Linked DNA regions of Rattus norvegicus: region 2 is linked to region 1. The links are chromatin contacts, called in public Hi-C maps. All regions are on one chromosome and are shown on one strand. Each heading gives the region's core, a stretch centred on a gene start, on an enhancer-like site or on the middle of the called end of the contact. The rest is flanking DNA. Distances are from core to core; before and after follow the strand shown. Region 1 has its middle 190 kb from the start of Cd47. Region 2 has its middle 70 kb from the start of Cd47.

The links. Hi-C and Micro-C count contacts between places; a contact is called where the count stands out from the background.
Region 2: a Hi-C map of the A7r5 cell line shows a contact between it and region 1, with 2.7 times the contacts expected there. The contact joins two enhancer-like sites. A contact is called at or near these places in 2 of 12 Hi-C or Micro-C datasets (the A7r5 cell line and prefrontal cortex).

The regions. Positions count from the first base shown.
Region 1 is chr11:64,247,109-64,254,051 of GRCr8, reverse strand. No RefSeq gene overlaps it. Among named protein-coding and RNA genes, the nearest start is that of Cd47, 190 kb to the left of the region's middle. Within about 2 kb of position 4,166, at least 2 of the 93 cell types and tissues checked have an H3K27ac peak or open chromatin away from gene starts, as enhancers often do. A contact at or near this core is called in the A7r5 cell line, where this site is marked.
Region 2 is chr11:64,364,667-64,371,609 of GRCr8, reverse strand. No RefSeq gene overlaps it. Among named protein-coding and RNA genes, the nearest start is that of Cd47, 70 kb to the left of the region's middle. Within about 2 kb of position 4,044, at least 27 of the 93 cell types and tissues checked have an H3K27ac peak or open chromatin away from gene starts, as enhancers often do. A contact at or near this core is called in the A7r5 cell line, where this site is marked.

The DNA of each region.
Region 1 (6,943 bases), core at 2,917-5,416:
CTGTCTGTCACTCTGCATCTGTGGCAGAGGTCAGACTCTGATTTCCTGTGTTACCTGCACTTCATATTGGGTATAAGAGTTTTATGACAAATCAGAATATTCCAGGGCTATTATTACAGGAGAGATTTAATTATATCATAGAGGTAACCATGGGACATTCATATTTCAGCTGAGATCCCAATATGAAAATGTTTCTTTCTAGAAAAGGCAGGGAGGTATGGCTCTTTTCACAGCCACGATGTAGCAGAGAATGCTAATAGAGGGGAGTCGTGCATGCAGGCCAGACAGGGCAGAGCTCTAAGCAGAGAGAGCCGAAGTGTCATGTAAACAAACCCGGAGAAAGGCAGTGCTTGGCAATTAGAAGCAGGTATTTTGCAGAAAGTGTTGGGGGAGCCAGTCACCATAGAAATCGACAGGAAAGGGATGAATTTAAAGAGAAACACAAGAGAATTTCATGAACCGAGCTAGGGAATAATCTGCATATTGCAAGCAGGGTGCACAGCATCCTTCGTTCTGGCATTGGCTGCCCCTGGCCAAAACAGTGTGACATCCACAGCAAGGGGCAACAGATCTGACACGGAGAAGTCCCAACCCTATGGAAGCAGCAATTATTCCTTTAATCTCAGAAGGAACTCGGGTTTCACAACCCCACATCCATCATGTGTTCCTTGCAGTCTACAACATCCATGCTGAGGTTGGGGTTTATTGCATGGATTTGAAATGAGACGGCTGGGTTTGACTCCCATCTTTTCTAGTTGCCAGCAGGGCAACCTTTGGAGAGTTCCCTAATCTCTCTGTGGGCTTCAGTTCCTTTCTCTGTAGTCAGGCAAAAACTTATAGACACATCATCTGCCTGGTGAGTTAACTACGCCCATGCTCGTGTTAGCACTTGGCTTCGTTATGGTTTGATTGCTAGGAAGAGACACCATGACCACTACAACTCTTAAAAAGGAAAGCATTTCATTGGGGCTGCCTTATAGTTTGGAGTTTTGGTCCATTACGGTCACAGTGGGAAGCATGGTGGTGTGCGGAAAGACATAATGCTGAAGAGCTAGCTGAGTTCTACAACCCTGCAGGCAGCAGGAAGGAAGAACGACAGACACTGGACCTGGCTTTCGTGTCTGAAACCCCAAAGCCCACCGTCAGTGAGACACTTCCTCCAATAAGGCCACGCCCACTCCAGCAAGGCCATACTTCCCAATAGTGCCACTCCGTATGGGCCTCTGGGGCGTCATTTTCATTCAAACTACCACAGTACTGTTCTCATCACTGTGGCAAGATACCCAGCGGGAGTAACTTAAGCATTTTATTTTGACTCATAGTTCAGACGATAAGGTTGACTATGACAAGAAGGGCTTCTCGTTCTGTGGCTTTGTGCTACTGCATCTTATCATGTGACCTGTTAGCATCTAAGAGAATAAGAGAACAGGAGCCCACATGCAGATGCCGTCTTCATAACCCTGTCTCCAGCAACCTAGTTCTTTCCAAAGGCTAGACCACCTCCAGCAGTGCTACCAGCTCTCACGTATGAACATACGAAGGCACATTCACAGCCAAGCCGTAGTAACAGCATTGGATGGAGCTGGAAATAGTATTTGTATATAACGAGAGCTTGGTAAATCTGAGTTTGTATTACGACCTCATAAGGGTGGTTTCAGACTTGAAGTATTTTTTCATTCACTGTTAAGGCAGACTAGGTCTCATGCACGCATTGAACAACTAAAACTAATCAGGTAAACCCAACCTGATTTTTTTAAAATTACATTTTATTGTGTCGATGTTTATCTGCATGTATGTCTCTGCAATACCTGTGTACCTGATGCCTTTGGAAGCCATAAAAGTGTGTCAGGTTCCCGGGAACCGAAGTTACAGATTGTTGTGAGCTGCTATGTAAGTGCTGGGATTTGAACCCAGGTCCTCTGCAATAGAAGCCAGGGCTCTTAACCAGTGAGCTCCACGACCTGATCTTTGCCATCCAGATTCTATCACACAAGACAGGCGAACAAAAGACTGTTCCCACCACACATACCATTGAGAACACTATTCTAAAAAGACTTTTCTCTGATGTCTTCAGTAGAATCTACAGTATGAGATGATGTTATATTCTTTTCTGATGCCACTCATGATTGTAGGAAACCAAACATAAAGTTGGACTCAACATCTTCATCTGAGAAATCGCTTGGCTTAAAGGCACCCCATCTGTGCCACTGGACCTTCTTCTGAAAGTCCCCCTACAGAAGTAAGCCTGCAATGTCTAGAGGACAGATTCTCTAAGAATACCCACTCCCAAAGACAGTTTTAAAAATAATCATAAGCAATGCAAATAGGTTAAGTCACAGAAAGAAAGAGTGGGTAGACAGACTGACCGTGTGTGTAGTCAGTTAGGATTCAGAGTGAGTTTGCCCATTGGCAATCCTCTGACAGGTAATTTACATGGTCTGCATTAAGTAGTAAAGCAGCCACAGGCAAGGAAACCCTCACTAACACTGCTGCGGTTGCCTTAGTGCAGTAGAGGATGCAAGGTGCGATGGAATCCCCTGGAAAATGTGCATGGGGTCCAGGAGGAGAGCCAGGTTAAAGGGCTCCATCTTCACTCTGAAGAAACTGAAGTGATTAAGAGACAAAGAGAGAGTTGGCACTCTGAGGTCCACGATAAATAAAACAGTATGCAGCCTGATGGGTGGCAGGTAAAATACCAGCAGAAAGTGTGTTGTTTCTAGCCTTCTCCATAAACTCAGCATGGAATCAACAACCCAGAGGCAAAGTAGCCATGATAAGGGCCGATGAGAAGGCTCAGTGGGTGCTCAGTGGGTGAAAACACTTGCTGCCAAGCCTGAGGACCTGCGGTCAACCCCCGGGGTTCACACTGTGGATCCCAACTTGAGGATGTTGCTGTCTGACCTCAAACATAAACAGAGGAACCACCCCAACCCATGAACACATAAACATATGTACTTTCCAAAGATGGTTCTAAATGACCCAGTGCGAAGCTTCCTGGCATCTCCGTTCCACAGACGCAGCGATCTCTTCCCCGCCATGTTTGTATGCTTTGGCGATCTTGAGTGACACATAGCAGAAATGTAAGCGAACCAAATCAAATAGAAGTATCTCCGGTCAAACCTCACTCAGAGTCATTATCACACACGTAGAGATAGCAGCGTGGCCAGCCAGCCAGTCACTCAACGGGAGTTTCTGTCACTCAGCCAGACGCAGTCCCTAGAGGAGATTTTGAAAGGGGCTGTCTGGCTCCAGTGAAAAAAGCAGTTACCAGATGACCAGGCTTGAGCCACTTGACTTATCCCAAATGCAAAAAAAAACCTGATGACTCTTAAGACTTGATTTTGACATGACTATCAACTATATTCATTATTCTCAGCAGAACACACAGAAGGGAAATTTATGCATGTCCTTCTTCGGACATAATGAAACATTCCAGGAACCGAAAACCTTGGAACCCAATTATAAAAACCAAATTGCTATTTTACTCACCAAGATAAAGTAGCTATGGTCTCATCAACTTTGCCCTTTGTAATTTACCTTATCTCATGGATTCCTCACAATGAGGAACACATTTGTCCTATCTAGGGATTTGTTGGTCACAGGTAACAGAAACTCAATTTAGTCCAAGCAAACAGGTCAGAATGGGGTGAGGGGTTACTGTAAGGTTATATCATGGGCTCACTGGGATCATGCCCAGGAGAGACAAAACTGATACAGCAATAGTGTCTCTCACTCTCTAGGTTTCCTCCTCCCTCCCTTGGGTCGGAGCCCACCCTAGTCTGAGCATCTTTCATTTAGAGATAAGGTCATGTGATTGGATACCAGAAGTACTCAGTTATTAGGGACTAAAGTGGGGGGGGGCAGATTGATTCATAGAAAGTGTCAATCCACACAAATGGTAAGCCTAGGGTTGGGCTGTCTATTTGTCACACAGGGGAACTGAAGTACAGTTAGAAGAGCTTAGACTTATAGCTAGCAGCCATGGCTTCAGAGAGCTCAGAGTCTCCTATAGCCACATTAGCTTTTCATCTTAAAGCTCACTTGCAGTCGAATCGCTGGTAGAGTATTTGGTTTTCATGCTTCACTTTCCTCCCCATCAGAACAGGCTCTCGTGTCAAAGGTCTGTTTTTAGGATTAAGTCGAATGAGATCATTTATTTGAGTCATCTAATTCAGTGCCTGGGAGACAGCGGCACACACAAAGCTAATAGCCTCTCTCTGACCTTAGAAGCCATGCCTTCACCTGCATCTTGGTTCCTTCTCTGAGTTACTCAGAGTCTTCTGGGGTTCAGTCCTGTGTCAGTAAGCAGCCACTCCCAGACTGTCAGCTCCGAGGGGACCGTGTCTAGTTTCTTTTGCATCCTATTCTGGGCTGGCCAAGCACATTGGTAGTCTCTTCAGATTCCTGTGGAATTAAACTGGCTGAATGAGTTCACATGTCACTTCTCTTCCCAGCAAATCCCCTCGGATCATGCACCATTTCTCGTTTCATTGTATCTTCCCCTGGCTGGTTCTCTGGGGGAACAAACCTATTTTGCTTTCCTCCATCTCCATTCTCTCTCTCTCTCTCTCTCTCTCTCTCTCTCTCTCTCTCTCTCTCTCTCTCTCTCTCTCTCGCAGCTCCACCTGGAGGCGAGTGGCTTGAGTTTGTCAAAGAAATCAAATTCATCCCAGCAGAAAAAGATAACACAATCTAGAAGAGCTTTTTAATTCCAGATGACTCCAAAGGAAGGGACCGAACCAGAACTCTTGAGTCTCGAGTATCTCGGGTGTGTTATCATGAAATCTCTTTGGTAGGGGTATGGAGACAATATGGAGATCAGAACATCACATAGGAAAACTGCTTAGTTCGGAGTTTCACAATCCTTCCAAAGTTAGGACAAAGTCTGCCTGTCAAACGAAGGCACTCAAAATTCTCTTAGACACATTGCCAACTTTGAAAAGACAGATACAGCACCCCATCCATGAATGACAGGAAAGGAAGCAGAAGGGAATTCAGTATCTGACAAATGCTATCAGCTGTCTGCGTTGAACAGGGCACTTTATGTTATAGAATCTCACTTCCCCAGCAACATTGCAAGGTTGCAATATTATTTCAATTTTATAGATGAAAATTAACAAAGTTAATTGACTCTGGATATGCAATTAGTTAGGTGATGTTCTGGAAACCAACAAAGGGGCCGCTATAAACACCAGATCAGTGTTGCTTCCCCAAACTATCATTTTCCAAGCTTTACAAAATGCAGTCTAACTGCCCATTGACTGAAAGACTGGTCACCAAGGTATCTAGCTGAGAAAGAAGAAAGAAAACTCTTGGCTACAAGCCAGGCAATTGGGTAAAACCATTACTGAAACAGAAACATTTGTACTCTTCGAAGAAGCTGAAGGATCATTCTAGCATGCTTAAATTAATTGATAGTTGGATCAGATCAAACTGGGCTCTACCTGTTGCATGAGCCTTGACAAATTACTCAAACTTGATAATTTCCTCACTTGCTAAAAAGATGAATACCATATGCTGTTACCTCCCAATATTATCATAAAGATTAAATGAAATGGCTTATGTAAAGTGTCCCTTGCTTAGGAACGTACCTGGCTCATAGTACTATGAGAGCTATCATCAATAATTGATATTTTTAAGGAAATGGGAATGTTTTTAATCACTGGAATTGCTGCAGGATGGCCAGTAGGCAGTCTTTCTCAAAAGAAAGATGTGGTTCATTTAGAAATAGCAGTACATTTGCATGCAGACAATAATGCAATAATATCCTTAACTACAGTTTGTTCGCCTAAGAATATAAGGACTGACTGCTTCCCATTGGTTCTGAACACCTCTCTTGCTTGTTTATGTCGTTAAATTGCTTAGCAACCTCTTCCCCAGGCTCAAGCAGAGACGGAAAATTTTAATCAAGAACAGGAAAGTGTAGAATACCACAAATCTTAAAGAAATCAATCACATTGAAGATTAAACACAAAAATACTTTCTTGCATAAAGTATCCTCCCATGATTTTCCTTTTATCGAAATTCAATTTTTTCCTACCTCTCCCGAGAGGTAAGGGTTGTCCACAGTAACAGGGTGTGCTGATAGCAATGTAAGGGACTTCACACGAAGGTTTTCCTCTCTGCAATCAGTGTCGTGTATTTTCTTCTCCCTTCCATTTGCCCTCTGGACTAGTTTAATAATCATGGGCAGGAAGACTTGACACTGATAAACTCCATATAGAGAAGAGTAAAACATTCACTTTTATGTTTTCAAAGACCAGGGCCCAGCTCTTGCTTCAGTTACTCTGTAATTCACAAGCCTATGATTCTCCTATTCCTGGAACTCCATCAGCTATAAATATTCCTCTGCCCAGGGTCATAGTCTTCTATGTCTGATAGCCTTCCTACCTTCCACGTTTCTATCCTATATACCTCATCAGTAACTGTCTCCACATTAGGTCTTATCATTGGTGATGCACTTTAAATCCTGTTTTCAAACAGGGTGGAGGTAGGCAAGGGTTTGATTTATTGGTTGACTGGGAACTCAACCTTCTTTTTCCACAGGAATCTCTGAAGGCAGGGCACTTGGACTGCTACAGCAAGGACTCCAGAATTTCTCCCTGCCTCCTGCATAGGACAACTTCTTTCCATACTGCATTCTCTCTTTCTGTCCCTTACTCTTCTTTTCCTCATCTTGAAAAGTGGGACTCGGATCAGACCTACCTCATGGATGATTTCAGGTACTAGGCTTCTTAGATTTGAGCCTTGAATATTTCACTTTTTCAAAGCTATATTTGCCTGTCTGCCCCAGGAAGTACATGTGCTAGGGAAGTGCCAAAATCTGCTTGAACTGTAAAATGTCTGATCTTTATAATACAGCTGAAAGGGACTTTCGGTCCTGCTTAGAGTGTAGGTGGACGTAGGCTGCTAACATATACTTTACAGCAAAGGAGAAGGAAAC
Region 2 (6,943 bases), core at 2,795-5,294, 120 kb before region 1:
GATTGTGTGCCTTGGAAAACTGTTAAATATGTATTTACATTCTCCGAGAGAAACATCTGACTAAAGGATTTGACTGGAATTGTTGACCACAGCCTATCCTTAGGCTTCTGTATACAATTTAATTATCCTTCTTGCGTGAGTAGATTAATTAGGGTTACTATTACTGTGGTGAACACACAAAGACCAAAGCAACTTGGGGAGGAAAAGGTTTATTTAACTTAGTTTCCACAGTTCATCATCAAAGGAAGTCAGGCTAGTAACCAAAGCAGGGCAGGCACCTGTAAGCAGGAACTAATGCAAAGACCATGGAGGGGTGCTGCTTACTGGCTTGCTCCTCAAGACTTACTCAGACTGCTTTCTTATGAAATCCAGGACCACCATGTTGGGATGACCACACAAATACTGTGTTTACTGGCTATGAAAAGTGTGTTCTCGATTGTAAATTGCTGGGCCAGCAGCCCTGGCTACTAGGATATGTAAATGTTTGTTGCTTCCTCATCTGCCCCCCAAAGAAAGGCAGGCTGCCCTGGGGAAGGTCATGTATCCCCTAATGCCAACTGGAAGAGGACAGAGTATGGCTTTTGCATAATAAAAACCTGGCAGCTGGCGCTGAGGCAGAAGGACCAGCAGAAAGACCAACCCACTGACCAGGCAAAGAGACAGACAGAGAGACAGAAGGAAGAGCAGAATGGAGCAGGCAGAGCTGTGAGAATCACATGGAGGGACACAATGGCAGAGAAGTCTGGGTTAAGTTAGAAGCCAGCTGAGAGACTGTCCCTGCAAACAGATCAACAGCCTCATACAGATGTCTCCATAGAAAAAACCCTGCAGTATCATCAGCTCAGGGATGGCCCCACCCACAATGGGCTTGTCCCTCCCCCATCTATCACTGGTTAAGAAAATGCCTTCTAGCTGGATCTTCTGGCCGTATTTTCTCAACTGAGGTTTCCTCCTTTCCAGTGACTTTAGTTTGTGTCAAGTTGACATAAAACTATTCAGAACGAGTGAACTCAGTAGAGAAAGCAGAAAGACCAACTGGGGTTCTCATAAGCATTCAATCCTGGTAATAAGGTCTGAGAACACAGTCTTCCTGGGCTGCTGACTCCCCAGGGAGGCTACTCATCTGCCTTCACGCGTCTTCATGAGGCCCAGGATGCCGCTCCTGGTTTCTTTGTGTGAGTCCCCCTTGTTCCTCAAAGGACAGGAAAGTGACTTCCCAAGATTATAGCCACACTGGAGGCGGGTGGATGGGTGTGGAGAGGGCAGAGCGGAGCCCAGCAAGTCTTCTCCAGTTCTGATCGGGGCAACCGAGACACAGAGGTTGGGAGATTAATTTATAACGAACAGTTGTTTTTCCTGTTTCCCCTGAGAAACAAAGCCGCCACGATTTCACTCTCTATAGAAAACAAATTTGTTTTGTAATGAAATGAAGACAAGATTCCTGAGTTCTCACTTTCTAGGGCCATAGATGCTGTCTACATCAATCCACCCTGGTCCTCCTGGGCATTTTAATTCTTCCAGCTGGAGATTAAAAAGAAGGGATGGCCTCTCTAGGCAAACAGGGAGAGAGCAGCATGCAGTTTTCAGAAGACTCAATAAGGGAACAGATGATTCTTTTAAAGCTATTGCTGAGTGTAACTTACTTATCATTTCAAAGGATCTTTTAAAAAATGAAACCTTTGTAAGCAGTAGTAAGGGAATGTAGAACTCCCCGTGGTGATGTTTAGAGTCCTGTCAGCTATTTAAATCTAATTATTAGCCTGAAAGTGAAGAAGAGAAAGACCTGGCCAAGTGTTGGATAGAAAACAGTAATAGCTGTGGTGGTGCTCAGAAACCTGATCATTAGTGATCATTAGTGCCGTAGAGGACGATTTGTCACATTTACTGTCGCCCTCAGAGCAGTGTCTCCTGATACTCGGTTTCTTTATCTACGGAAGAGGGACGATTCCTAAGCTCCTACCTTCTGAGCATCTTACAGGAGACCTTGCTGTGTGGGTGGGACAGTGCCCATGGTGTGGGTTCCAAGGCCTTGTTCCTCACCAGCCGTGTCACCTTGCACGGTTAACATCTCCGAGTCTCTTCATCGTACAAATGAAGATTGAATATGAGGTTCCGTGAGAATGGCGGTTGCCACACCGCCAGGCTCAGTGTAAGAAACACCCAGTAAGCGGAAGGGATTCTCTCTCTTTCCTCTTCCTCATCGGCCCTGGCAGAATCTAGGAATGAGCGTGCATACACCGAAGTCAGTCCGTGTTGTCCTATGCCGTTATTGCCAAAGACCAAACAGACTGCGGTAGAAACAACCTGTGAGGTGAAACTTAAACGCCAGACTCAGCCACAATCTTCTGGTTAGTGAAAGCAGAAGACAGGAAGCGACATTAGGGAGTAGATTATTCTCATAGCTGAATGCAAAGAAGTGAGGGGAAGGGGAGCCCTGTAGCACGTGGAGGGCACTTCCTGCTCCATTCCTGCAGCAGTACTCAATCTAATTTATTCCTTCAGACCAATGACTGATTCTCAAGACTTCTGAAAAATATGTTAAGAGCAGACCTTCCAATCACGCTAGGCAGAATGTGATTAAGAACACGGAGCTGTCTTAGCCCAATAACCAGCAGAAACCAAATCCGTGGGGCTACATATTGAAGAAATTGAAGCCTCGTTAATACTGCTTCACAAATGGGAGCATTAGCATTGCTGGCTGGAAGTTTTGCTGAGGCTTAGGTTAGTAATCATCCTGCTCCCTTCACCAAAAATGTCTGAGGTGCATGCTCCATCTACCCTCTCGGGCGCTGTGGGAAGCAGGCAATGGCAGCTGGTGAGGTATCATGAATTGAAAATAGCTTCCGTTCACTTTTCCTCTGCCCACTACTACGACCAGAGATGGTGCCCACTTCAAGTGGGACTAAAGCATCACCTAGGCGAAGTGGCCAAGTCCTTCAAAGGCAGCGTAGAACCTTGTTCGAGAAGGTGTCTGACAGGACCTGAGTACAGGTGCAGCACGGTTTTCTGTTAAACTCTCACTATGTGCTGTCCTTTGAAAGCAGGCTGAAATGTTCTGTGTCCGTGTTTAGCTCCTGACTCCCAGTTTGGACAGGGTTTTATGAAGAGTCCCATGGTACTCTAAAAGATGCTTTGTATGGGTTGGGGATTTAGCTCAGTGGTAGAGCACTTACCTAGCAAGCACAAGGCCCTGGGTTCGGTCCCTAGCTCCGAAAAAAAAAAAGAAAGAAAAAAAAATGCTTTGTGGGTTTTCGTTTGCTTGTCTTTGATTTGACTTGGTTTGTTTGTTTGGGGGGGAGGGTTGGTTGTGTGTATATTGTTTTGTTTGTTTGTTTTTGCTCAATGATTGCAAATGCAGTCACTCTTCTAGGCTCCTCCCTTAGCCTGTCATCTGTCCCTGAGGAACAGAAAGGGTTGCAGAGAAAGGGTATCACAGTACCATAATCATATCAAAAGATGGCCAATCATGTACACTGGGAACATTGCAGTCCTAATGCACCAAATGAAGGAAATGGTACACACAGTCCTCTCTCAGGCCTTCCTCCAAACCCATCACTCATTCCTTTCCCGAGAAATGAGAGTGCACCATGAGTCATGGCTTTATCAGCGAATTCACCAAGAGAGGCCTGTGCCCATCAGTGCCGACTATGAAATCATTTGTTCTCCCGTACAATAAACAATAAATGCCTAACTGCACTCAAACAATATTAACAGGAATGTTATGACAGAAGCTAGGAGTCGAGGACATCAATGAAAATTAGGTAATATCTCACTGGAATTAGCAAATAAATGTCTATGTATATGCATAATTAAAAGTGAGCGAATTATGGTATACTTCTGAGCTGCTTAAATCAAGACAGTCTAGTGTTAAATGAGAGAAATCAACTCAGGACATCTCGTCATCTGCATTTCATCAAGAATTCTGCATCTCAGGCTCTTTAAGATGGGTGGTTGTGCGGTTGGAGTCTCCTACAAACTTCCTCTGCCTTTCAATGTTCAGGTTTGTAGATCTCCGTTCTGGGTAAAAACATCCAGAACTGTGACTGCAGAGCTATTTGTGGAATGAGGGGGTGGCTCAGTCGGGGAAGTGCTTGCCGTGCAACCACCAGGGCCCAGGGCCCGAGTTTCATCCCCAGCAGCCACTAAAAACTGGGCGTGATAGGAGGCACCTGGAACCCTAGCACTCATTTGGGGGTAGGGGGACTCAGATACAGGCCGGTCCTTGGAGTTCTGTGACAAGCCAGTCTGGCCAACTGGTGGATTCTGGGTCTCAGTGAGAGATTCCCTCAAAATCAATAATGTGGAGTGCTACAGAAGGAAGACAGACTTTGACTCCCAGCATATACATACAGATACACACACACACACACACACACACACACACACACACAGATACACACACACATACATACACACACACATACACACACATACACACACATACACACACATACACACACACATACACACATACACATACACACACATACACACACATACACACATACACATACACACACATACACACATACAAACACATACACACATACACACACATACATACACACACACATACACGCACATATGCACACACGCAGACCCCAAAAGAAGAAAAACAAAGCTATCACCCCTGTACCTTTCAGTCTGTGGCTCTGATGAAGACAACACAACCACAACAAAGCAAACAAAAACAAAAACAAAAACAAAAACCACCATTTTGAGCTGAGAAAAACAAACCTGCAGTAAAATCATTAGTACATTCTTTTTCTGCCAGTAGGCACACCAGAGGAATGCACAGCAAAAAGAATTCACCTTTTTCTTTCTTTGTTTTTGTCCAGAGTTTTGTGATAATCTCAGCATGACAGTACACATCAGAGGTCATGCATGGGTTTCTACAGCAAATGCTTTGTCTAATTCCCCTACCATTACTCGCTTTCTAGGTTGTTTTCTCCCTGTCTCTCTCGTGAACTTAAGCACCCAGGGTGCTACCTGAGTTGATCTGTGCTAACTGTAGTGGAGGGAAGGGAGTAGGAGGTAGGATGAGGTGGGAGGGAAGCCGTCTTTAGAAAGCTCAGGGGCACGAGAGGAGCAAGACTTGGGAGTTAGAGGTGACTCCACTTAGCCTTAGAGAGTCTCGCCAAACCATTCCATGTTCACTCCTCTCACTTTTCAGGAATGTTTCCTGGATCCAAAAATAGACGGGTGAGACAGTGTGTCAAATGCCGTAAAATCCCAGGGAGAAAGATGGGGCGATACATAAATCAGTGTCATTTCTCATGTCACTGTTAATTGCGTCGGCTTCACTCCTGTCTCCCTCATCCCACACATTCCCCTCCTCCACCGCTGAAAAGGTACCACTTCCTGGCTTGTTCACCCTGGAAATGACATTATCAGCAGTCAGGCCCTGTGTCAGATACAACGCAACAGACTGGAAATGCAGGCAGGTCAGAATTGCTCTGAGGCAGAGTGTAAAAAGTTGGTGGATTCCATACCTTCTGTCCACACTGAGTCTGTCGTGTTTTACATATGAAGGAAAAAAAAGGAAGTAAAGGAGTAACCTTCTTTTTCCTTTTGTAGCTGTGCTTTGGGTTTTATAAGATATGGTTGTGGCAAAACCAAAATATAAACAAGGCCTAGAGAGTTCTTGAGTCAACACAATTAGGCCTCAAAAATACCTTAACTCTTGGTTAAACTGCACCAAGAAGCAGCACTTCATTTGAGTAATTGTTAGTCATCGCTTGGCAATGTCTGGTGGATACAAAATGTCGCCTCCCCCAGTCACCAGCAGCTGACATAGGGTGATATGGTTAGGGAATTTCCAACAGGCAAAGTGGAAAAGGGAATCTTGGATACAGTCAATCAAATGCTTTCTTTGTTCTGCTTCTCTTTCTTTTCCTTGTAAATTCTCGCCTCTGATAATTTATCAGAACACTAAACCTCTTTAACTCTGCCTTTCCCCAGTTCATAAACTGCTTCCTCTTCAAACGAACTCTGTGGTTTTATTGCACCTCAGGTAATTCGTTTACATAGAAAAGTACCTAATGAGATAGAATGAGGAACTTTTACTGATTTTACTCTTTTCCCTGATCACTCACAAATAGGAAAAGAAAAATAACTACATACATTCTTCCACTTTTAAACGTCTTATATTTCCTTTTATTTTATGTGCATGAGTGTTTTCCCCCGGCATGGATGTATTTGCACCAGGTGTGTGTCTGAGGCCCTCGGAAGTCAAAAGAGGGCATCAGCTCTTCTGGAACTGAAATTCCAGATGCTTGTGAGACAGCCATGTGGGTGCTGAGAAGCAAACCTAGGACCTCTGTGGAAGCAACAAAAGGCTCTTGAGTGCCGAGCCATCTCTCTAGCTCCTCCCATTTCTTAATTATGCTAAGGGTAGTATTGTATAGAAGTTGAACTTTTTAATATTAAAAAAAAAGGTGAGCTATTTAGTACTAAATGGCCGCTCACGGTCAAGAAATCACAGAACTAACATGTGGTCAAGGGCAGCTTTGGCTTTGGTGGCTGGGTCCTTCACCAGCAGTGAGTCACAGGACTGACCCATCTGAACCCAAGAGCCCAAAGTCTCCAGACTTCTTCTCCCGCCCCCTCTTTTTCTTCTTCTCCCTCTCCCACCTCCTTCTTCTTTGTCACTATATATCATTTCTGGGAAAACTCACTTCACATTTTTTTTTATTTTTTATTTTTTTCGGAGCTGGGGACCAAACCCAAGGCCTTGTGCTTCCTAGGCAAACGCTCTACCGCTGAGCTAAATCCCCAACCCCCATTTTATTTTTTTTAATTGCATTTTTATTTGCATTTTAAATGTTATCCCCTCTCCCAGTTTCCCCTCCAAAAACCTGCTATCTCACAGTCCCCTGCTTCTATGAGGGTGCTCCCCTACCCACCCTCCTACTACCTTCCACTCCCTGCCCTGATATTCCCC